Linked DNA regions of Mus musculus: regions 1 and 3 are each linked to region 2. Evidence: chromatin contacts called from public HiChIP or PLAC-seq data. All regions are on one chromosome and are shown on one strand. The core of a region is the stretch at or near the end of the contact, and the rest is flanking DNA. Distances in the headings are between cores, read along the strand shown.

Evidence for each region. HiChIP or PLAC-seq counts read pairs in DNA pulled down with a chosen protein or histone mark.
Region 1: a contact with region 2 is called in an HNF4G HiChIP or PLAC-seq map of pancreatic cancer cells. The contact joins two enhancer-like sites. A contact is called at or near these places in 1 of 115 datasets of contacts at active chromatin or transcription factors (pancreatic cancer cells) and 1 of 9 other capture datasets (pancreatic islet).
Region 3: a FOXA1 HiChIP or PLAC-seq map of pancreatic cancer cells shows a contact between it and region 2. The contact joins two enhancer-like sites. A contact is called at or near these places in 4 of 15 datasets of contacts at CTCF or cohesin (embryonic stem cells, large pre-B cells and pro-B cells), 23 of 484 Hi-C or Micro-C datasets (the 63-12 cell line, the AML12 cell line, B cells and 10 more), 7 of 115 datasets of contacts at active chromatin or transcription factors (embryonic stem cells and pancreatic cancer cells) and 1 of 9 other capture datasets (embryonic stem cells).

The regions. Positions count from the first base shown.
Region 1 is chr17:45,608,922-45,612,002 of GRCm38.p6, reverse strand. No RefSeq gene overlaps it. Among named protein-coding and RNA genes, the nearest start is that of Mymx, 8.4 kb to the right of the region's middle. Within about 2 kb of position 1,577, at least 73 of the 459 cell types and tissues checked have an H3K27ac peak or open chromatin away from gene starts, as enhancers often do. A contact at or near this core is called in pancreatic cancer cells, where this site is marked.
Region 2 is chr17:45,851,138-45,853,965 of GRCm38.p6, reverse strand. No RefSeq gene overlaps it. Among named protein-coding and RNA genes, the nearest start is that of Gm35692, 24 kb to the right of the region's middle. Within about 2 kb of position 1,370, at least 46 of the 459 cell types and tissues checked have an H3K27ac peak or open chromatin away from gene starts, as enhancers often do. A contact at or near this core is called in the HL-1 cell line, the N1E-115 cell line and pancreatic cancer cells, where this site is marked.
Region 3 is chr17:46,068,633-46,071,591 of GRCm38.p6, reverse strand. No RefSeq gene overlaps it. Among named protein-coding and RNA genes, the nearest start is that of Vegfa, 38 kb to the right of the region's middle. Within about 2 kb of position 1,496, at least 47 of the 459 cell types and tissues checked have an H3K27ac peak or open chromatin away from gene starts, as enhancers often do. A contact at or near this core is called in the HL-1 cell line, the N1E-115 cell line and pancreatic cancer cells, where this site is marked.

The DNA of each region.
Region 1 (3,081 bases), core at 328-2,827, 240 kb after region 2:
GCTGTCCTTAGTCACTAGTCTCCAAGAGGCCAAGTATAAACATGATCGATTAACAATAAAAAGCTAAGTAAAGAAGGGTGTGTTCAATGTGTCCACATGTTGAAGGAGGGAAAAGAAACCCAGAGGACCAGTTAGCTCCCAAGTCCATGGTCATGGTTCCTGGCATGACTTTAAGTTTAAAACAGAAAGTGTTCTAGCTTGCTTTCTACTGCTATGATAAACACTATGACCAGAAGCAATGTTTAGAGGAGTTTACATCATCTTACAGCTTCTAGTTTATCATGGAGAGAAATCAGGACAGGACCTGGAGATAGAAATTGAAGCAGAGGCCATGGAGGAATGTTGCCTAATGGCTCACTCTTTAGGTTCGACTCCAGCTACCTTTCTAGGATACTACTATTTATTATATATATATATGAGTACACTGTCGCTGTCTTCAGACACCCCAGAAGAGGTCATCAGATCCCATTACAGGTGGTTGTGAGCCACCATGTGGTTGCTGGGAATTTAACTCAGGACCTCTGGAAGAGTGGCCAGTGCTCTTAACCTCTGAGCCATCTCTCCAGCCCACAGGCATTTTCTTAATTGAGGATCTCTCGTCCCAGATATGTCTACATTTGTGACAAGTTATCAAAACCAAAGCCACATAGAAGGACAAAAGAATGCACACTTGAGCAGCCCTGGCAAAGGTCCGCCCTAGACCTCTCATTGTCTGAGCTCCATGCTGTCTTTCTGGTGATCTGAGGAGTTGTCAGAACTGTGTGGAATCTCTGGGGAGATGGGGCAGGGGTGCCTCTTGATAGCCTCAGTCTTTTGTCCCTCCCAGCCTGGTTGGGGGTCCGTTATCGCAATAGTTTGATAGTCAAAGGGAGGGTCTCTTTAGAAGATATTTTCTCCTGCCAGGAAGATTACACCACTGTGCGAGGCTCAGCCAGGAGCTGGAAGAAACTGGTTTCTGCCAGCATTTATTTTTTCCAATTTAATTTTATTTTTTCTTACTTATTCACTTTACATTCTGCTCACTGTTCCCCTCCTAGTCAGCCCCTCCCACAATCCTTCCTCCATCTCCCCTCCCCCTTCTCCTCTGAGCTGGTTGGGGCCCTTGGGTAGCCCCTCACCCTGGCACTTCAAGTCTCTGTGAGGCTAGGTGCTTCCTTTCCCACTGAGGCCAGACAAACAGCCCAGCTAGTGGAACATATCCCACACACAAACAATAGCTTTTTGGATAGCCCCGATTCCAGTTGTTCAGGACCCAATGAAGACCAAGCTGCACATCTGCTACATATATGCAGGGAGGCCTGGGTCCAGCCCATACAGGTTCTTTGGTTGTTGGTTCAGTCCCTGAGAGCCTCAAGGGTCCAGATTAGTCGGCTCTGTTGATCTTCCTATGGAGTTCCTATCCCCTTCAGGGCCCCACAATCCTTCTTCCTATTCTTCCATAAGAGTCCCCAAGCTCCATCCACTGTTTGGCTGTGGGTGTCTGTATCTGTCTGAGTCAGCTGCTGGGTGGAGCCTCTCAGAGGACAACATGCTCCTGGCAACAAGCATAACAGACTATCGTGAATAGTGTCAGGGACTGGTGCTTGCCGGTGGATGGGTCTTAAGGCAGTGTTCTTACCAGCAACGAAAATGCTAGAGGCAGGCTAAGGGGATCCAGTAGGGAAGGTTACTGCTGAACAGAAGAGAAGGAGGTGCACAGGGAAGTTAAGCCCAGGATGGGGTGGAGAGAGACAGAGGATGAAGATTAAACACATTCCTCAGACACAGCCACTGTCTTTCCTTGCCCCACCCCCCTGCTTGATTTTCTCATTGTTGCTAGACACAAAAGCCTGTTTCCTCTCTGGGTCTCCCCAGCCCAGGGACTTGGAGCTACTCCATAGTTGCTTGAGACAGGAATTGGGAAGATATATATATATATATATATATATATATATATATATATATATAGCCAGCTATGAAAGCTGAGGTTGGAAAAGGCGCAGTGTGACTTACTGTGTTGTGTACGTGGTCGGGGGTGGGGGGCAGTGTCACAGCATTCATAGGTATTACGCTTCGGGGCTCTTTGTATTTTGGGGGTTCCCAGAGGGAGTTTTCCAAGCCTGCTTTTTGTTCACGTTGTTCTGTTGCGGTTATTAACTGGCCTGGCAAAAATGAAGATATTCTAATGAAACACTCGTGTCTCTCAATTTAACAAACTTCTAAAGCAATAGAGACTAAAGAAATGAAAGATTTCCCAGCAGCCTGTAAGCTGCCATATCCAACTTGGATCTTTTTAATTGTCCCGCCTTTTTTTTTTTTTTTTAATTCCAGTGTCACCCAAACCAGGAGCTTCTCTCTGGAAGCCCCGCAAACCGAGGCTGGAGGGACCTGATCGAAAATCTGGAGAGATAACGAACCACACTGCGTTGACCTTGGTGCCACGTGGTTCCCAAAGCGCGACCAGAAACAATTTGGGAAACAAGCTTTGAGCCCAGCATTGAGGATCTTCTCAACTAGTTGAGCCCCCTAAACTTAGAAACTAGCTCATCGTGAACTACAGTTTTGTTTTGTTTTGTTTTTTTTCTAGACAGGGTTTCTCGGTGTGCCTCTGGCTGTCCTGGAACTCGCTCTGTAGACCAGGCTGACTTGGAATTCACAAAGTTCACCTGTCTCTCTGCCTTAGGACTGCTGGGATAAAAGGCTAGCCCCACAACCACCAGGTTTACCCCAGTTTGTTGTTATTGTTGTTGTTTATTTTTATTTTTATTTTTCGAGACAGGGTTTCTCTGTGTAGCCCTGGCTGTCCTGGAACTTACTCTGTAGACCAGGTTGGCCTCAAACTCAGAAATCTGCCTGCCTCTGCCTCCCAAGTGCTGGGATTAAAGGTGTGCGCCACCACATCCAGCTGTTTATATTTTTTATAGGTTGGTGATGTTAATGTTTGAGAACCTTTTAAATTTTTTATTTTTATTTTATTACCGAGGCTGGTCTTGAACTCATGAAATCACCACATGACACCAGCAGCCCTTAAGCTCTGATCCTCTGCCTTCAGCTCTGGAATGCTGAGATTACAGCCATGCATTGCTACACTTGTTCTAGCTT
Region 2 (2,828 bases), core at 121-2,620:
TAACCAGCAATGTTGAATGAAGACAATAGACAACAAGAGAGCCACAGTTAGAACTTGTATCAACGTATAAATTCTAAAACAGATAGTTAACATGAACCCTCATATTCAGAGGAGATATGTGTTTTAAGAGACACTTCAAACATATAGAAGGGAGTCTAGGTCTGGTTTTAGGAGGGGAAGGAACTATAAAAGTGGGGAGGAGAGATGGGGCTGGGGAGATGGCTCAGTGTGTGAAGTTCTCACCACACAAACACGTGGACCGCTGCTGCTTGCCCTTGCCAGCCCCCCCCCCCAGGCTCTCCAATTCACACAGCACCCAGTGACTCTCTGTACCCCCAGACTGCCAGGCTTGCCTAGTTCCCTCTCCCACACCGTCCCTAGTAGAGCCAAACTGTCCCCCAAGTTTGAATCCAACTACCAGGGTTCTCTCCAAACATGGCTACCCCTATCTGGGCATAGCCTAGCCAGTTAGCATAAGACTAGACGCGTGCCTCCCCCAGCCAGAGGCTCAGGCTTCTGTCAGTAAAACCTTACAGGGCAGAGTTTGTTACTTTCAAATCTGAGTGATCAGCTACATTTCCTAATCTATTTGATTTTTATTTTTTAAGTAGGACTACGGTGCAGGATGCTCTAGCTATACGGGGTGGGGTGGGGGCATATGTATATGACTCAAAAGACGGATCAAAGACATGAGCAGTACCTTGGTCTCCCATTGTCTGGATAGGGACATAAACCTGCTAGTATTTCATAGAAGCTGATCTGTGCTGTCAGATACGGGGCCACACATCCTACTTTGTTGCTTAAGGAAATGTGAGGGAGAATGTCCTCACAGCCTTGTTCCTTATAGGAATCCCATATCTTCCTACTGTGGAGATTTCCTAAGTGTTTAACCTGCTCCCTATTCCCAGTGAACAGTCAGATTTCTTTTTCCCATAAGCCAGGAACGTCCTAAGTCCCAGGACTCAGAGTCTGTTGATCTCTTGTCACCCAGGAGCTAGGTTTCTCATACATGCCACGGTTACTGCCTCCTGTTGCTTTTGTTCATTATTTCGGGCACACTGGCCTTGCCTGGAGACCATTGTGCTCCTGTTCCTGTCAGGGGTGGGTCACCAGCAAACAGGGAGGAAGCCCCTGCCTCTCCATTCAAATCATTGATAAAAATCTCAGGCGATATAGGGACTAATGACAGGTCCCCAGGGGGGCCAGCCCTAGAGAATTCCAGCTCTCCATCATTACCTGTCACCAGGGGGCTGATGCAGGAGCCAGTCCCACTACATTATCCTTGACTCTGCTGAGTCCAAACCGCAACTTGCAGCATGGAGGAGAAGGAGGAACACGGTCTGCTGCTGACTCACTATTTGATATTAGTGGCGTCATCTAGAAGGTCTGAAGAGGAAAGCCCTAGCCTCATGGACAGCAAAGCTGGATTCAGCTGCCCATGGCTAGTTGCTGCTCCAAGGCAAATCACCTCCAGGGCAGAGATTTCCTGTGTGCACCAGAAATGATGCCTCAGAGAGGATCCAGTTCATTTTTTCTAAAACTGACCTTGGATCGGACTCTCTCTCTCTCTCTCTCTCTCTCTCTCTCTCTCTCTCTCTCCCTCCCTCCCTCCCCTTCTCTCCCCCCTCCCTCCCCCACCTTGCTTTCTCCTCCATCTGAGACGACTAAGGCAAGAACGTCATTCCGTTCTTTATCCTTGAAATCCCAATCTCTGTTGCATCAGCCACACTGTGGGCTGGACCAGCCATGCACCAGCATTTGGCAAAGACTTTGCCAGATTTTCCACGATCACTTTCAGTGTGGGACCTGAATGAGCTCTCCTGTGCCACCCACTTGGCTGGCCATGACAAGCCATTCATTCCCCCATTGCCCGGTGTCCTGACCCTCTTGGTTTTTCTTAACTTTGAAAGCTCAAAACTACGCCCCCTCCCCTTCCCTGTATAACTGCCTCCCTGGAGGCCCGGATGGCAACTGCTGGGGCTCACATCCCTCAGCACATTGCTCCTAAGACCGATGTCACCCCAACTGCTGCTGCACAGGCAAGGACCCCAGTCAGCTTTTTATCTTAACTACTAATCCCATGTTGTGGTCACAGCTGGGGTATTGCTTTTCTTCTTAAGTGTGTAAAAAAAAAAATAGGAATGGGAACCCTTGAGAGAGCTAGGAGGGGCCCAGATCTCTGACCACCTGCCTAGGTCCTCTCTACAGTCCCACAGGCCACCCCTCTACACAGTGACCTCCACTCCCTTGCCGTCCTGCCTGATCAGCTTCTAGACGGAACTGATAGTAGGAAGAGCTATACCTACCTGGTCAGGAGACGCTCTTCAGTGTGCTTTTTCCTGGGGAATCAGAAGGGTACAGGATGGGCTAGAAAGCCGGGTCTTTGGACAGAGGAAAGTGGGCACCCTCCAACCACAGTATGACCGATCGCACAGAGTGTACAGAGCACATGCAGAGGAGAGGGGAGAGGAGACTGCAGGGGTGGGTGGAACGGCCCACTTTCTCCCAGCCACTCTCCAGGTAGGAGAGCTACATGAGGCCAGAGAGAAGAGTTGAGGCAGTGAGCCAGGCTGGCTGCTTGCATGGCCTAGGCTAGGAGAGACTCAGAGTTATTCCTCTACGCACATGGTTTTCCTAGATCTGTTTTCTGGAAGGAAGTGACAGGTTCCTAGCTTGACTGGACTGTCTCACATATTCTTGCTTCCCATACCTCTCCCCCTGTGGCCTGGACAGACAGCCAGCGCAGCATCCCCACATGGAAGGCCGCTGGGTCTGGCAGACAATCTTGCTGGTCCATGAGTCGCTGTTTGTTTTCTTTAACCCAGCAT
Region 3 (2,959 bases), core at 247-2,746, 220 kb before region 2:
AACAAATTAGCACTAAGGTGCATGATAGTGGACAGAAAGAGTAGTCATAGAAAATAGCCCGAAGCTCTGGCAGACCAGACCAGTGAGGCAGAGTTCAAGGCTGGACCCAGGAGCAGATGTCAGAGAAGTAAGACAAGCGCCTGGCTAAGACGCGGAGCTGGACTCCCACAATGCTTTGTAGAGGATCTTTTGGGACACCTGTGTTTATGGGTCACTTATATGTTCGAGTCTTTTCTGAGCTTTGTTTTTTGTTTTTTGTTTTTTAGGTTTTGTTTTTGTTTTTGTTTTTTGAGACACGGTTTCTCTAGGTAGCCTTGGCTGTCCTGGAACTCACTCTGTATACCAAGCTGGCCTTGGACTCAGAGATCCACCTGCTTCTGCCTCCTGAGTGCCAAGGTAAAGGCGTGCATCACCACTACCAGGCCTCTTCTGAGCTCTTTACCCAGATCGTGTCTTTATCTTTCCAGAAACACACAAAACATCTGTACCGTTCCCCCAGTGTTAAAGAAGACAGCCCAAAGCCAGGCGTGATGATGCACGCCTTTAATCCCAGCACTTGGGAGGCAGAGGCAGGCGAATTTCTGAGTTCGAGGCCAGCCTGGTCTACAGGGTCTACAGAGTGAGTTCCAGGACAGCCAGGGCTACACAGAGAAACCCTGTCTCGAAAACAAAAACAAAAACAAAAACAAAAACAAAAACAAAAACAAAAACAAAAACCAAACCAAACCAAACCAAAACAAAACAAAACAAAACAAAACAAAAGGCAGTCCAAGACACAGGTTGTGTGGACTGCCTGAGGTTACATAGAGCAAAAAGCAAGCACAGAGTTGTACTGGCTCTCTGGGAAGAGCAATAGCTACTCGCTGTGTGCAGTGTGCATAGGGAAACGGGCTTAGTGTTTGGGTCTTGCTCTGGATGAGTTCCCTCTTCTGGCTGCTTCATTTTTAAGACAAGGAACAGAAATTGAATATATCATCATCATCATCATCACCATCACATCGTCGTCATCGTCATTGTCGTTGTATATTCATACACAATGTCATGGTGATGCATGTAAGAAGGCAGAGGGAAAAATTCAAGAGTTGGTTCTCTGTTTCCATCCTGGGAGTTCTGGGGGTCAAACTCAGGTTGTCAGCCTGGGGCAGGCAAGCGCCTTTACCCATTGAGCCATCTCTGCATTTGCTATGCCGGGAGACTGAAGTCAGGGGGCTCTGCAAGTTGCTAAGGACGACCGACCGAACTCTGCTGATGGGAGGGATTTTCCTGCTCATCATCATGAATCAGCAGCAACCTCGCAGTGATCTGCAGCCTGATCATCCCCTGACCTGGCTCGTGGCCACTGACACGCCAGGCAGGGCCAAAGCCAAGGAACCCTTGTGCAAACAGACTTGGGCTAACTAGTCTTTGGGTCTGGCCTCCCCTTATCTCCCATTTCTATTTCTCTCTCCTAAGCCTTGACTCACCTCCAGCTCCATCTTTTCTTTCTTAATTGTTGCGACAGTCTCTCTTGTAGGCCTCCCAGCCTCTGGGCTTTCTCTCTCCCCACAGTGACTAACTCGCTTAACACATACATAAAGCAAAACTTGTAAATCAGTATTGCTCTCCTGCCCTTATGCCAAGCAGGGACTCTTTTTTTGGGAAAGGCCTGGATAAAGGGGTCCCTGGAAACACCTGTTTCCCAGCAGCTCCAGGGCTTTCTAGGCAGCCCCGGGGCTGCTTTTCCTGTACCAGGGAGTGTTTTTGTGTCTGGCATTTGCCCGAGCTGTTCCCTCTGCCTCCCAGGCATCCATCAGCACAGTGAGTGCCTCCTCATCCCTTTGACCCCTCGGGGTGGGGTGGGGGACAAAACACAAAACAAACAAACAAACAAAACCCCAGTATGAGTCCCTTTCCCGGGGTTACAAAAGTGATGTGTGTTCATTGTAAACAGGACAAACAGTATAGCATGCACTAGGGAATGACGGGACAAGGTTCCCTCCTCCCATCGCTTCAACAGCTGGAGACAACCGGCAGAGCGCCACTATTATAGCTGTGAACGGGCTTCTGTGCGTGGATACTCATACGCCTTTAAATACATGTAAATACACGCATAGTCACAAAAATTAGGGTCACCATGCTTCTTGGTAACTTGCTTTTTTTCCCCCCCTAAATGAAACATTTTGACATCTTTTCCTGTAGATTTACAAGGTAATTTTTCAGTCTTCAAAACACAATTCCAATCCCAGGGTTTGCTGTTCTGGAGGTGTCTCTGGGGTGCCCCTCCTCCCCAGATACTTCCCTCTGTGCCCTTCTACCAAAGAAATACCTTTTTTTTTAATTTACTTTTATTTTTGTTTATTTTTGTTTATTTTTTTCAACACAGGATTTCTCTGTGAAGCCCTGGATGTTCCTGAAACTAGCTCTTTAGACCAGGCTGGACTTGAACTCAGAAATCTGCCTACCTCTGCCTCCAAGTGCTGGGACTAAAGGTATGTGCCACCACTGTCTGGCTACTTTTTATTTTTAATTATTTTTTTGATCTTATATGTATGAATATTTTACCTGTGTGTGTTTATGTGCACCACATCTGTGCCTGGCGCCCTCAGTGGTCAGAAGAGAGTGTCAGATCCCCTGAAACTGCTGGGAACTGAGCACAGGTGCTTTAGAAGAGTAGCCAGTGCGTGCTTTTAATTACTGAGTTAACTCTCTAGGTCCTCTACCTTTGAAACTTTCCCCAGTAGTCAGATGGTTCTTTGATCTAAAAGGCAACTGTCTCAGATAGTATTACAAACCACGAATGGGGGAATAAAATATCAAAAGATGTAATCTGTAAACATAAGAAAGTAAAAGGGGAGGGATAGATAAGTGGAGGAAGAGAGTATGAGTATGCAGTTGAAGCTAAACTGATATTATGAAAACAAACTTGTTACAAATTAGGGTAATTGAAACTCCAGGGTAACCATTAAGAAAACAAGTTAAA